4 separate regions of the Mus musculus genome follow, and all the other regions are linked to region 1. A link is a contact called in public HiChIP or PLAC-seq and promoter capture Hi-C data. All regions are on one chromosome and are shown on one strand. The core of a region is the stretch at or near the end of the contact, and the rest is flanking DNA. Distances in the headings are between cores, read along the strand shown. Region 1 holds the start of Mtdh (metadherin). Region 2 overlaps Sdc2 (syndecan 2). Region 3 overlaps Sdc2 (syndecan 2). Region 4 holds the start of Sema5a (sema domain, seven thrombospondin repeats (type 1 and type 1-like), transmembrane domain (TM) and short cytoplasmic domain, (semaphorin) 5A).

Region 1 (2,700 bases), core at 162-2,661:
AGGAGGGCGAGATATAATGACAAGTATGTCCCTGATACCAAATACAGCAAGTGGAAAAAAAAAAAAAAAAAAAAAACTACAAGATGACCTGATCTTACTAAATCATTTACTTGCTAGACTGTCAAAGGGACTAGTATGCTAACCTACAATTTCTGTAATTCTCTAATTCATAAATCCACAGGTGATGATCTAAAACGATCAGTAGAACTTCTTAGAAAAACTATGACCAACCCAAATAGGTGGGGTTATAAATCTTATTCCAAAAATATGAATGGAATTTGTTAATTTTAGAGGTCATGCAGATCTCATTTTAAGGTTCTGGCCTTTATAACTTAGCCCTTAATTATAAGTCTGCAAAAAAGCTTAGCAAGAGTAGCTTATTACGTATAAAACTCTATTCCACCCATTAATCACAAGACTCATTACAATACTGATGGGTCAAAATACATGAATAGGTTTTTAGTTTGTATTTACTTCAGCTGCTTACATGCTAATTAACATTTAATTATAGACACTGTTTCCTTACCGCAAAGTCAAAATACAAATAGTAGGGTAGTCCTCAAGCATTTTTAAAATTAAGAAGGGAAGAAGCGCCTCAGCTCTTTATTTTTGGTGCTAGGAATCGACGCCAGAGCCTTGCATATGTTCAGTAAGCATGTTCTATTGCTGAGCGACATTCCCCAACCCACCTAGTTTCCTTCTAATGCTACATTTGACTGTTGGACAACACAAGCATTCAAAAATTGCAATTCTTTTGGGGTTGTATAAAAGCTTAAAATAATATGCTTCTCTTGCATATAAATACAGTCTAAGGGCTTCCTCTCAATATTTCCTATTAAGGCTACAAATCAGTAGAAAAATAATAGTGCCTCCCACGGGTTTGCCGACTTTTTAAATCTGGAGCCTGACAACAGACAGCAGGAGTGAACGACAGAACAGACGCAAACGTTGGCAAACGTTAATATGCTAGTCCGCCCCGAAGAAATACTCGGATGTGAATTACACGTGCTCGCTGCCTCAGAGTCCACCGAGCTCCCTCTGGAAGCATCCAACTGGCCCCTGACCTAGGGAGAAAAAGCCGGTCCACTGCACCACCACTGCAGGAAAGAGAGCGGAAAGCCTGCTCATACTCCGATGGGTTTGGCCGCCTTGCTCGTGCGCAGGCCTCACACCTGAATCCCTCTCAGCATCCAGAAAGCCCGAGCCTGAAGGAGTTCCACCGTCAGATTTCTAGCTCCCGCTTCGCAAGCTCCGAGTCGCCCCAAGCCTCCAAACCCACACAGCTCAAGGAGACCCCACTCCAAGACTAGAGTCCGCCCGGCCCCGCCCATCGCCCCATGTGACGCATGCCCCGCCCACAGCCTCCACGTGACCCGACCGGCCTCCGCGCGCAGCGTGGATCGCGGCCGGAGCCGCCATTGTTCCGCCGGGGGAGGACAGCGGGTCCTGGCGCTGGCGCCCCGACGCCGCTTAGCGGCCGCCTCTGGAGACACTCTGTCCCCGCCGCCCCGTGTCCTCCTGGTGGCGGCGGCGTGAGGCCGGCTGCGGAGACTGGGAACCTTTGGCTCTCCCCGTGGCGGCGGCGGCCCTCTATCCCCTACTCCGGCGTGAGGGTTGGCCGCGATGCGCTCGGCCTGAGGTGTCGCGGCCCTGTCGCCTCCCACGACTGTTCCAGCGGCGGCTCCGCTCCCCGGCGTCATCCCGCGAGTCTCTCTGACGGGAGGGAAGATGGCTGCACGAAGCTGGCAGGACGAGCTGGCCCAGCAGGCCGAGGAGGGCTCTGCCCGGCTGCGGGAGTTGCTCTCGGTCGGCCTAGGTTTTCTGCGCACGGAGTTGGGCCTCGACCTGGGGCTAGAGCCGAAGCGGTACCCGGGCTGGGTGATCCTGGTGGGCACCGGCGCTCTCGGGCTGCTCCTGCTCTTCCTTCTAGGTTACGGCTGGGCCGCGGCTTGCGCCGGCGCCCGCAAGAAGCGAAGGAGCCCGCCCCGCAAACGGGAGGAGGCGGCCCCGCCGACTCCGGCCCCCGACGACCTAGCCCAGCTGAAGAATCTCAGAAGCGAGGAGCAAAAGAAGAAGAACCGGAAGAAGCTTCCTGAAAAGCCCAAAGTGAGTAGTGGCGAGGAGCCCGGTGGTCAAGGGAAGCGAGAGCTCAGGTCGAGGTGGTAGGTGAACACGTTCCTTGAGAAGGGGGAAGTCGGAAAGTGTAAGAACCAGTAGGAAAGTCGCGTTTTCCTGAATGGAAATTAACTCCAGGGGTAGGTATAAATAAAAGTGACCAAACTTACAGCCATCATATGAGAACCTTGGTTTCCCCAAAAGCAGATCCTTCCTAGAGGCCTGTGAAAGAAAGTAGGCTGCATGTGGAGGTTAATGGGACCTTACAGTGACGTTGGGAAGTTCTGAAAAGACTGCCCGGTAGAGAGAGATGTCTATCTCAAGCCACGTTGAGACCTGAGACCGTCACGGAAGATAGGGGTGACCTAAAAACTGGCTTAAAGAGGATTACAGGTGTTCAGATCAAGCCATACTCATCTTAGTTGGAAATGTTAAAGGGAAATGGTTACCCTGTCTTATCCTGGTGAGTGTGGCCATTGGGTTGCTGGTACAGGAACTGGGCAAAAGGGAGCTGGCGATCTAATACGCCTTCGGGATATATGGCCCCGAGAAAAACATAAGGCAAGTACAGCAAAGTAGTCTATA
Region 2 (2,700 bases), core at 127-2,626, 1.1 Mb before region 1:
TTGTTCTGATTTGTTGCAATGATTTTCATTGTTTGATTTTAATGTTTTCCACATGAAAACACAAAACCAGGCAATACCCAACAAAATCCACCTAAATGCCCTCTCTGAGGAGACCGAACAGAAGCAACAATGTGTCTGTCTTCTTTGAGAGCTGCCAGGCTCTGTGGGGCCAAGCACAGTGGCAGAACTCTGTTGGGAACCAGGCTGCAGAAGCGGAAGAGGAAGCGGAAGCGGAAGCGGAAGCGGAAGCAGAAGCAGAAACAGAAGCAGCTTGGTGCTTATGATTTCTGTGTGATAAGAGCAACTTTTCCCATTCTCCAGATAACTGTCTAGTAGATTTGCAAATCTATTTTTCCCTCCTCACTGTCTTTAATGAAGTCTTCAAATTCTAAAATATAATTTATGACTGGAATTTATTTAATATGGATTCTTAAGTCTCAAGGCGCTTCTCAAAAGATTTCAAAATTCTATGTATTCATTAGTGTGAACGTCTAACAAAGAATGTGCAATTGAAAAGGGCTGAAGCTTCAGATGAAGAGGTGGCTCAGCCATTAAGAGTGTGCATGTCTTCTCTGAGCTTGGCTCTCCACACTCACAACAGCTCTCACAGCTACCTGTAATTCCCACTCTAGAACCTATGCACGGGTAGCACACATTCACACAGGTGCATGCATATAAAGAAAACGTAATAAAAATAAATACTTAAAATGTAATTTGTATAGAGATCTGGGAACTCTTCAAATATTTACAACTAAATAAGAATCTAATTCCATTGAATCATTAAAGATAACACTTTTGCTTCAGGAGTCTCGGTCACCAAATTGTCTAAATTTATGCTTAACATGGAAAAATATTTTAAAATCATAATGGAGTTTGAATTGTTTGTATGCTAGAAGCAGTAATATAATATTAACTATACGAACAAACACGTAGTCTCTCATGAGTTATGCTGGCCCCTAATTTGACAAATTTAGTACATAGTTGTTACCTAGAACTGACTGGTTCTCAAGCAAACTTTTATTTTCTCGAGAGACTTCCTGGCACACGGTGAGTTGTGCTAATTATAGTTGATCTAAGAATCCAGCCAAGAAAACTTTGTAATGATGACCTTATTTTTAAAATGCATCCTGCAAATCCTTCTCCCAAACCTACAAGAAGAAAACATTTTCGCTAAAGCTAAGTTGTTAGTTATATTTCCAAGAGAACAAAACCAAATCATTTTTATTCTTGCGTACCATGGGATTGGATTGGAGAGGCATTACAGTGTCAGGGGGACATTCCATTGGGGTTAGGAAGTAGTGTCTGAGCTATATATTTAGTGGTGACTTTGGATGCTTCACTCACCTTTAATGTTGTGTAGAATACTGCCTGTCCATGTGAACACAGGCACAGTAAGAGGTCTGTTAACAGACGTTCACATCCACGGCTCTCTAGGTACCTTTCCCACCCCCACATCATTTATATATGATATTTAGTGTATGGACCCCAACCAGACTTCTGTTTGAAGTCCTTGAATCTGGAGAGGCAGCTTGATAAAGCAAAACAGAAATCTGTTGGCATTTTGAGAGTGGAGTTCACAGAGGATGTTGTTTGCAGTGTCCTGAAAACATACAGGCCAGCAGCTGGAGCAGGCCTGGTGACAGGCAATCTCACTTCCAGAGAACAAGGAGGGCTGAGCAGTCCTCTAAGGATTAGCTCCAGCTCAGCAGCTGCTGTCTGAGTCTGATTATGCACATCCGGCTCTAAGAGACCTGCATTAACCCTCAGCCCCTGGGAACTTCAGGGCTGTTTTTTTTTTTGTTTTTTTTTTTTTGTTTTTTTTTTTTTTTTTAAAACAAAAGACTCTTCCAGGGACAACCAAGGACTAAAGCCCAGAAAATGTAGAGGATAAAAGAAGGTGGCTCTTTGGGAGACTGAATTTGAAGTAGCCTTGAGCCAAAGCTGAAGAAGACCTGGCAAATAGTATTTGTCTTTGCAGACCTGGTGGCGGACATTGGGGGAAAGGACTGGACCAGGAGGGCTTGAGCAGCTGAGGAGGACAGAGGCTCAGAGAAGTTAAGTTACCAGCTTAGTCATTTTTCCACTGCTATGAAGAGAGACAGTATAGTATGACCATGGCAACTTAGAGAAGAACGCATTTAATGGGCACTTAAAGTTTCAGAGGATGAGTCTGTGACCATCATAGTGGGGAGCATAGGAACAGGCAGGAACACATGGCACAGGATAGTAGCTGAGAACTTAACATTTTTTTTCCCACATGCTTGAGGCAAAGAGAGTGTGCAAATTGGGAATAACACAAGCTATTGAAATCTCAAAGCCCAGCCCCCATGGCACTCCTCCTTCAACAAGGACACATTCCCAGTCCTTCCCAAATAGTTTCACTCACTGGGGACCAAGCATTCAAATATATGAGCCTATGGAGTCCATTTTAATTCAACTACCACAGAGAAAAATCATGTTTTCCCATTCCCCAGTTAGAGCTGAAGTACCACATGTCTGAAGTTGTTATCTTTACCTTGAGATAATCATTCATGCTTTTGAAAACTGACCTTAGAGAAGAAACACTGGAGAAAGCATTATGGAAGCTGGAGACATGGTTAAGAATACATACTGCTCTTGCAGAAGACCTGAGTTCAGTTCCCAGCAGCTACATTTCTGGACTCACAATCTCCTGTAACTCTAGCACCCAGAGATTTAATG
Region 3 (2,700 bases), core at 24-2,523, 1.1 Mb before region 1:
GACCTCCACTGAGAACTCAAGGGTGTACAGGTCCTGCTTGGGATTTCAAGGTGAATCCATGGCTTAACTAAATCTATTTATTAAATAATTTCTTCTCTTCTTCAGTGCAGAACATTTTTTTTCTACACAGAATAATAGTGAGAACGGTGACCATATTCCTCATTTGTCTTTCTTATATTTCTCCTACATGGCTGTGTGAACTTCCCAAGGGCCAGAGCTTCCTCATTCATCGTGATATGCCTGCTGTACTTTGCTCAGAGCAGCAGCAGCCCTAGGAAATTCTGTAGCTTTTTAAAAAATTTACTTAGTATATGAATGGGCTTAGAGATAATTATACCCACTTACAATAGATGAAGCAATTGTAGATTTTTAAAGCACATGAATGTTATAGACAACCTCATTTAGTATAATTATCATCTGGTTTATAGATAATTAAGGAACATAATTGTATATTTTTTACAGTTTGTTATTATGCATTATTTGAAGGCTGCCCTGCATTTTATGGGCCTATCACTTCATGATGTCACATAAGTGATCTGGGGAGGGGCAGAGGTGCATGCCTTCTTTAAGTTCACTGAGCTGTCGACTGTTACCAGTATATCCTGATGGGCTAAGTTGGCTAGCTTGGCTGCTTTGACTCCTGCATTAGCTAAGAGATAGGTTTTACTATTTCAACTCTTCTCTGCCTAGGAAACAGTTCTGGGAATATTTTAGTTTTTTTGTTGTTGTTGTTGTTTGTTTTGTTTTGTTTTGTTTTGTTTTTTGTTATTGTTTTAAATAAATGTTTGATAGTCAAGTCATTGGTGTCTTGTGAGAGTTCTGTTTACGTATATTGTTTCTTGAATTCTGATTTTTCACACACACAAAATCACTGCCAGTTCTCTGAATTTTACAGCTCTTAGCCTATTCCATGACTGATAATTTTGACAATTTCTCCCTTTTCCCCTCCCTACTGAAGTCATTCTGATGTCAGAATTCAGACAAAACTTAAATGAGAGAGAAACAAGACTAGAAACTGTATCCAGGAATAAAGGAGTTTGATGTAGGTCATTTGAAAAGTGTAAGATATAGACAAAGAGAGGGGAGATGATTCTCTTACAGCAGTGGGAGTCAGGACCAAGTCCAAGGCAAGGATGAATCCATGGCACTTGAAAAGACTGTGGTAACAGAAGCATAACCATGTTTCAGTGGAATATTGATCTCTGTAGAGCTGCAGATGCCCTAGAATCCAGTGAACTATGTAATCATCCATAGTCCTGCTTTTTTCTACCCTGAAACTCTGTTCAGTGTGGACAAACTCTGTTCTGTTCTGGGATTAGTGTATCTCCTGCGATCTGCATTGCCACCAGGCACCTAAGTGAGCTTGGAATGTTGGAACCACGCTTTATGAAACCATGCCTCAGATGGCAGTGCCTACAGCTTGCAGTGTAGTATTCAGATAAGTGCAGTTTAGTGCTGTACCCTGGAGACCCCATCAGGGATGCTAAGGAACCCTCAGAGGCTGTTCATGTAAGAGAGTAACAGCAAGCAGAAATTCAAGGTAGAACTTTTCTAGGGCTGATGGTATGGGCAGATGAGAACTGTTGAGAAATTCCAAAGTGTTTTTTGTTTGTTTGTTTGTTTGGTGTTGGTGTTTTGTTTTGTTTTGTTTTTCATTTGTCATTCATTGAGATGTTTTCAAAAGGCAAGCTTTTAAATCCGTTCCTCTGCAGGTCTGGTAATAGAGCCTCATAGATACTCCATATAATCCAGGACTAGAGATTGAACTTGGAGGGATATTTTAGTTGGGACCATGAACCCTAAATGTACTGAAGGCCACTGAACCAATTCCCTGAAATAGTAGAATGGTACAGATGTTTGCTTTGTGGAGAAGATGGGCCATAGCCTTGACTACATCCACAAACATGCCCTTACTAAGATTTGTCAAAGCAGACAAAGGAGTCATGAGATGTGTCTGGGGAAGGCAAGGCTGGCTGTCTTGCAGAAGACATTCCATTTGCTTCTCTGTATGGGTTGCCGCAATCATTAACTGGGATAGAAGGAACAAAAAGGGCGGTGTTGTGTAGTGTGTATAATAAATTTTTCTGTTCCGTAAGGAGCTGTGCCATTGGTTTAGGCTGAAGTACAAAGGGATAGCAATTTTAACAGTGAGGAGCTGAATTATATCAGCTTTGCAGCTGAAAGATAAAAGCTGGTATATGAAACAGGATCTTGTGTGAATGAGTTCTTCAAGTGTTTCAATAAAGATTCATCAGAGCAGTTAGCTCTCTAACCAGGTTACAGTCTCTGGCTTCTGATTCCTTTGTGGAATTAAAAATGCTTTTAGTAAGAGGAGCTAAACAAGCCTTTGGTTTGGATTTCTATATATTGATTTATGGACCTGGTGAGCATCCTGCTGTGAACTTCCTCTGCCAATGGTAACCATCACAATAAGCAAAGCTTTTCTGAACTGGCACTTCCACAGACCCTGGAGCCTGCTATATTAGGTGTGACAGTTTTTAAAAAGCAACTGTGTTAGAATGAAAACAGGCCACTTCTAAATGGTCTATTGATTTGCAAAACCTTTGTGTCAGAGTGAATAGTCTCATATCTGAGTTGAGAGGAGATGCTGACCAGTTTCAATTTGTTACTATAGCTTGAAGCTTTGAGCTGACAATGTTTCAGTGATGGTGCTTGCCACCTGTGGAAAGTCTGCTTGTG
Region 4 (2,700 bases), core at 97-2,596, 1.8 Mb before region 1:
TTTCAAAAATGGTTTCGCCTAATTCTTTCATTTGAAGGTGACAGACACAACAAATTGGTGGCAACTTGTGCTTCTATTCACCTCCTCTTGAATCTCTGTGGTCCTGGATGAGCGGTGACACATTCCAGCTATTACCCGGTCCCTGTTTAGCATCATGGAACCCTCACAGAGGCCCCGAACTGTCACCGGCGCCCCTATCCCCTACCAGGGCACATTTGCAACCTGCCAATACCAGGATGTGATTGTGGCAAATGGGAACATCCTTAGGTCTTGCAGCTAAGAAACTCATTGATGAGGTTCCTTATGCAAAAGCACCCGAGGCCACCAACAAGGCCCGATATGGGAGGAAAACCTGAAGACATCGTTCCTTTACCCTATCCTGAGGGAAAAGGATCGCCAAGCATGGCTGTAGGGGCAGGGATCCACGGTTTCTGACTTTATCCTGTAATTTCCCCTCTTCACAACCTTGTATGTTGTTTAGAACTTGGTGAGTTGATCACTTCCTTAGAAGGAGAACTGAACAACGCGTCAATAAAGCTGCCTTCCCAAGGCATTTACTTTGCGTTCCAAGATAAACTTTTTGCCCCCATGCTCACTCAGTAAACTCCCAAGATACTTGCGGAGTACCAATTAGCCCAGCTGTTTCTGTCCATGAGGTAACCCTCTCCTAATTCCCATTAGGGCTACTTGGGAACCTCTTGCTCTATTTCCTTGGATGGCAGATTTATTCATTTCTCTGATCTATCCTTTTCAAGAACTGAGAGCCTTGCTGGGCCCAGCTCGCCTGTAAGAATCCGCGGCGGGCCCCTCACCACCCCCAAAGCACACCCCAGTCTTCTTATGATGACACAGAAGAACTGAATCTTAAACTTCCACTTTCTTCCCACCCGCGATCCGCCGGGGGCACGCACTTACCTGGAGCTTAGGCAGGCCTAGCAGACGCCACGTCTCTGGTTTGGGTTGAACTGCCTCCAGCCCTTTATACAGCCCATCCTGCAAAGTAGCCACGTAGGAGCCACCGGGCAAGGGGCGGGTAGCCAAAGAAGGTCTCTTCCAGGCGAGGAAGGGAGTTCGAAAAAAGTCACCAGTTGGGTGAGCTTGCACTCTGGTGGCACAAATAGAACTCCTGGGGTGTGTAGAGAGCCCCCTGGGGAGTGTTTGGGGGTCCCATCTCGGGAAGAGGCGGGGCTAGAGGAGGGGCCTGGGAAGGTCAGGGGTGGGTGGGGCGCTCAGTTTGCACGCGGGAGGGGCGGAGTAGGGGAGGTGCGGCGGAGGGGGCGGGGCGGGGGCGGGGCGAGGCGAGGCGGTCCTGTGCTCCCCGCCCCGAGCTCTGGGCCCGCTCACCCAGCGCTGGTCTACTCGCTAGGAAGGCGGCGTCAGCAGCGGCTGCTCACGCTGTGCCCACTCCCGCGCGCGCTGCGCTCCCGCCGCGGGTGGGCTCCTCAGCCCTTGGCTGACGGTGGCCCCAGCCTTGTGGCGACCTCTGTATCCCACCTTCCCACTGCGGGGGCGTCCCGGCACGTGCAATCCTTTTTGGGGGTGTTCTTGGTTCCCACGCGCAGCTACTAAGCAGAGGGTACCCAACTTTGCCACCTCACCGGTCGCCCTCTCTCGGCGCGAGCCTGTCCACTCAGCTGCACAACTGGAGACTCCGGCAGACTAGCTGGTCCCCAGCCTGGCGCGCTGCGAGAGGAGGATAGCTCTGGAGAAGTGGCGGGGTGCAGTGGTGGCGGCTGCCTCGACTTCCCTCGTAGTACACTGAAGAGGACCCTTGGAGCAGCTCCGGGCCCCGGGGCGCTGGATGACTAGCAGGAGGAACGCGCCCGGCATCTGGTGAGCTCTCTCCCCGCAGAGTCCCTGAGTGTCATAGCTGAGACCCTGCACGTGTGAACTGGACTCGGCACTGGTCCATTTGCGGGTGGTGTAAGTCTCTGGTAGGGTCACTCTGCAGACACCTGGGTGGGGACAACCTGGCAGAGGCGCGTGCAGGACTACCATCAAAGCGGGGGCGGTCGCAGTGGAGATAGTGCACGGGCTGGAAGTTTGTGTCTTAGCCTTTCCCTGGATACGAGCGTGGATTGAGAAGGTCCGGGTGTGCGACCGGTCAGTGGGCAAGCCTGCACCTCGGCCAGCACCTTTCAGGTACCCGTGGAGATCTGTGTGCGTAATCCGCGCTAGGCCAGGCTTGCTTGGTGGGATCTGGAACCGGGATTGGTGGTCGGAATCGCCTACCTCCCTGCACGGTGGACTAGGGGACATTTATTTTCCTGCTCTCTGCACAGGGGCTCTGCGGTGTTCGTGAAAATCTGGGGTTAGTGGGACCAGGGCACAACTCCGCCAGGGTGTTTTGCTGAGGAAGACTAAGGCAGGGATGGCGAAGCCTGGGGCTTCAGCAGGATGAGCTCCAATCGCAGAGCCCCCGTCTGCGGGCAGCCCAGCCGCACGCATTTCATACCCGGGTTCACGGTCTGGGGCCAGGAGAAGATCGGTGCTCAGGATATTCCGAGGAACTGTTGGAGGGGAGTGATCTCCGGCGATCGCCCTTGGAATTGGGCCCAGAGCGGGTAGGTCCCGGTCCCGGTACCCCTCACCTCCCGCCCCGGGCTTTGGCGGGAAGCGCTTTCACGTCCTTTTTTGTTGTTTGTACCTGGATGCGGTTGCCTTGAGTTGGGTTTTAACTTTCCTGCGCCTGCGGCGTCC

What was found. Promoter capture Hi-C pulls out the DNA fragments that hold promoters and counts their contacts. HiChIP or PLAC-seq counts read pairs in DNA pulled down with a chosen protein or histone mark.
Region 2: a promoter capture Hi-C map of second pharyngeal arch cranial neural crest shows a contact between it and region 1. The contact joins the enhancer-like site here to the promoter of Mtdh in region 1. A contact is called at or near these places in 7 of 39 promoter capture datasets (the 3T3-L1 cell line, cranial neural crest, hippocampal neurons and 3 more) and 3 of 115 datasets of contacts at active chromatin or transcription factors (cardiomyocytes, forebrain and stem cell-derived neural progenitor cells).
Region 3: a promoter capture Hi-C map of liver shows a contact between it and region 1, with 4 times the contacts expected there. The contact joins the enhancer-like site here to the promoter of Mtdh in region 1. A contact is called at or near these places in 5 of 39 promoter capture datasets (the 3T3-L1 cell line, cranial neural crest, liver and 1 more) and 2 of 115 datasets of contacts at active chromatin or transcription factors (the NIH/3T3 cell line and astrocytes).
Region 4: a contact with region 1 is called in an H3K4me3 HiChIP or PLAC-seq map of pro-B cells, with 6 times the contacts expected there. The contact joins the promoter of Sema5a here to the promoter of Mtdh in region 1. A contact is called at or near these places in 2 of 39 promoter capture datasets (hippocampal neurons and liver) and 3 of 115 datasets of contacts at active chromatin or transcription factors (embryonic stem cells, pro-B cells and stem cell-derived neural progenitor cells).

Annotation. Positions count from the first base shown.
Region 1 is chr15:34,081,308-34,084,007 of GRCm38.p6, forward strand. It overlaps Mtdh (metadherin), which reads left to right and starts at 1,412. Exons shown (of 12, transcript NM_026002.5): 1 at 1,412-2,106. The coding sequence starts at 1,729. Gm41291 reads right to left here and starts at 1,919. Exons shown (of 1, transcript XM_011245387.3): 1 at 435-1,919. The coding sequence starts at 1,700. The coding sequence ends at 1,167.
Region 2 is chr15:32,942,530-32,945,229 of GRCm38.p6, forward strand. The region is part of intron 1 of Sdc2 (syndecan 2); the gene reads left to right. Among named protein-coding and RNA genes, the nearest start is that of Sdc2, 23 kb to the left of the region's middle. Within about 2 kb of position 1,377, at least 42 of the 459 cell types and tissues checked have an H3K27ac peak or open chromatin away from gene starts, as enhancers often do. A contact at or near this core is called in second pharyngeal arch cranial neural crest, where this site is marked.
Region 3 is chr15:32,965,743-32,968,442 of GRCm38.p6, forward strand. All of the region lies in intron 1 of Sdc2 (syndecan 2), which reads left to right. Among named protein-coding and RNA genes, the nearest start is that of Sdc2, 46 kb to the left of the region's middle. Within about 2 kb of position 1,274, at least 6 of the 459 cell types and tissues checked have an H3K27ac peak or open chromatin away from gene starts, as enhancers often do. A contact at or near this core is called in liver, where this site is marked.
Region 4 is chr15:32,243,467-32,246,166 of GRCm38.p6, forward strand. Sema5a (sema domain, seven thrombospondin repeats (type 1 and type 1-like), transmembrane domain (TM) and short cytoplasmic domain, (semaphorin) 5A) reads left to right here and starts at 1,347. Exons shown (of 23, transcript NM_009154.2): 1 at 1,347-1,833. It overlaps Snhg18 (small nucleolar RNA host gene 18), which reads right to left and starts at 1,196. Exons shown (of 2, transcript NR_038186.1): 1 at 916-1,196.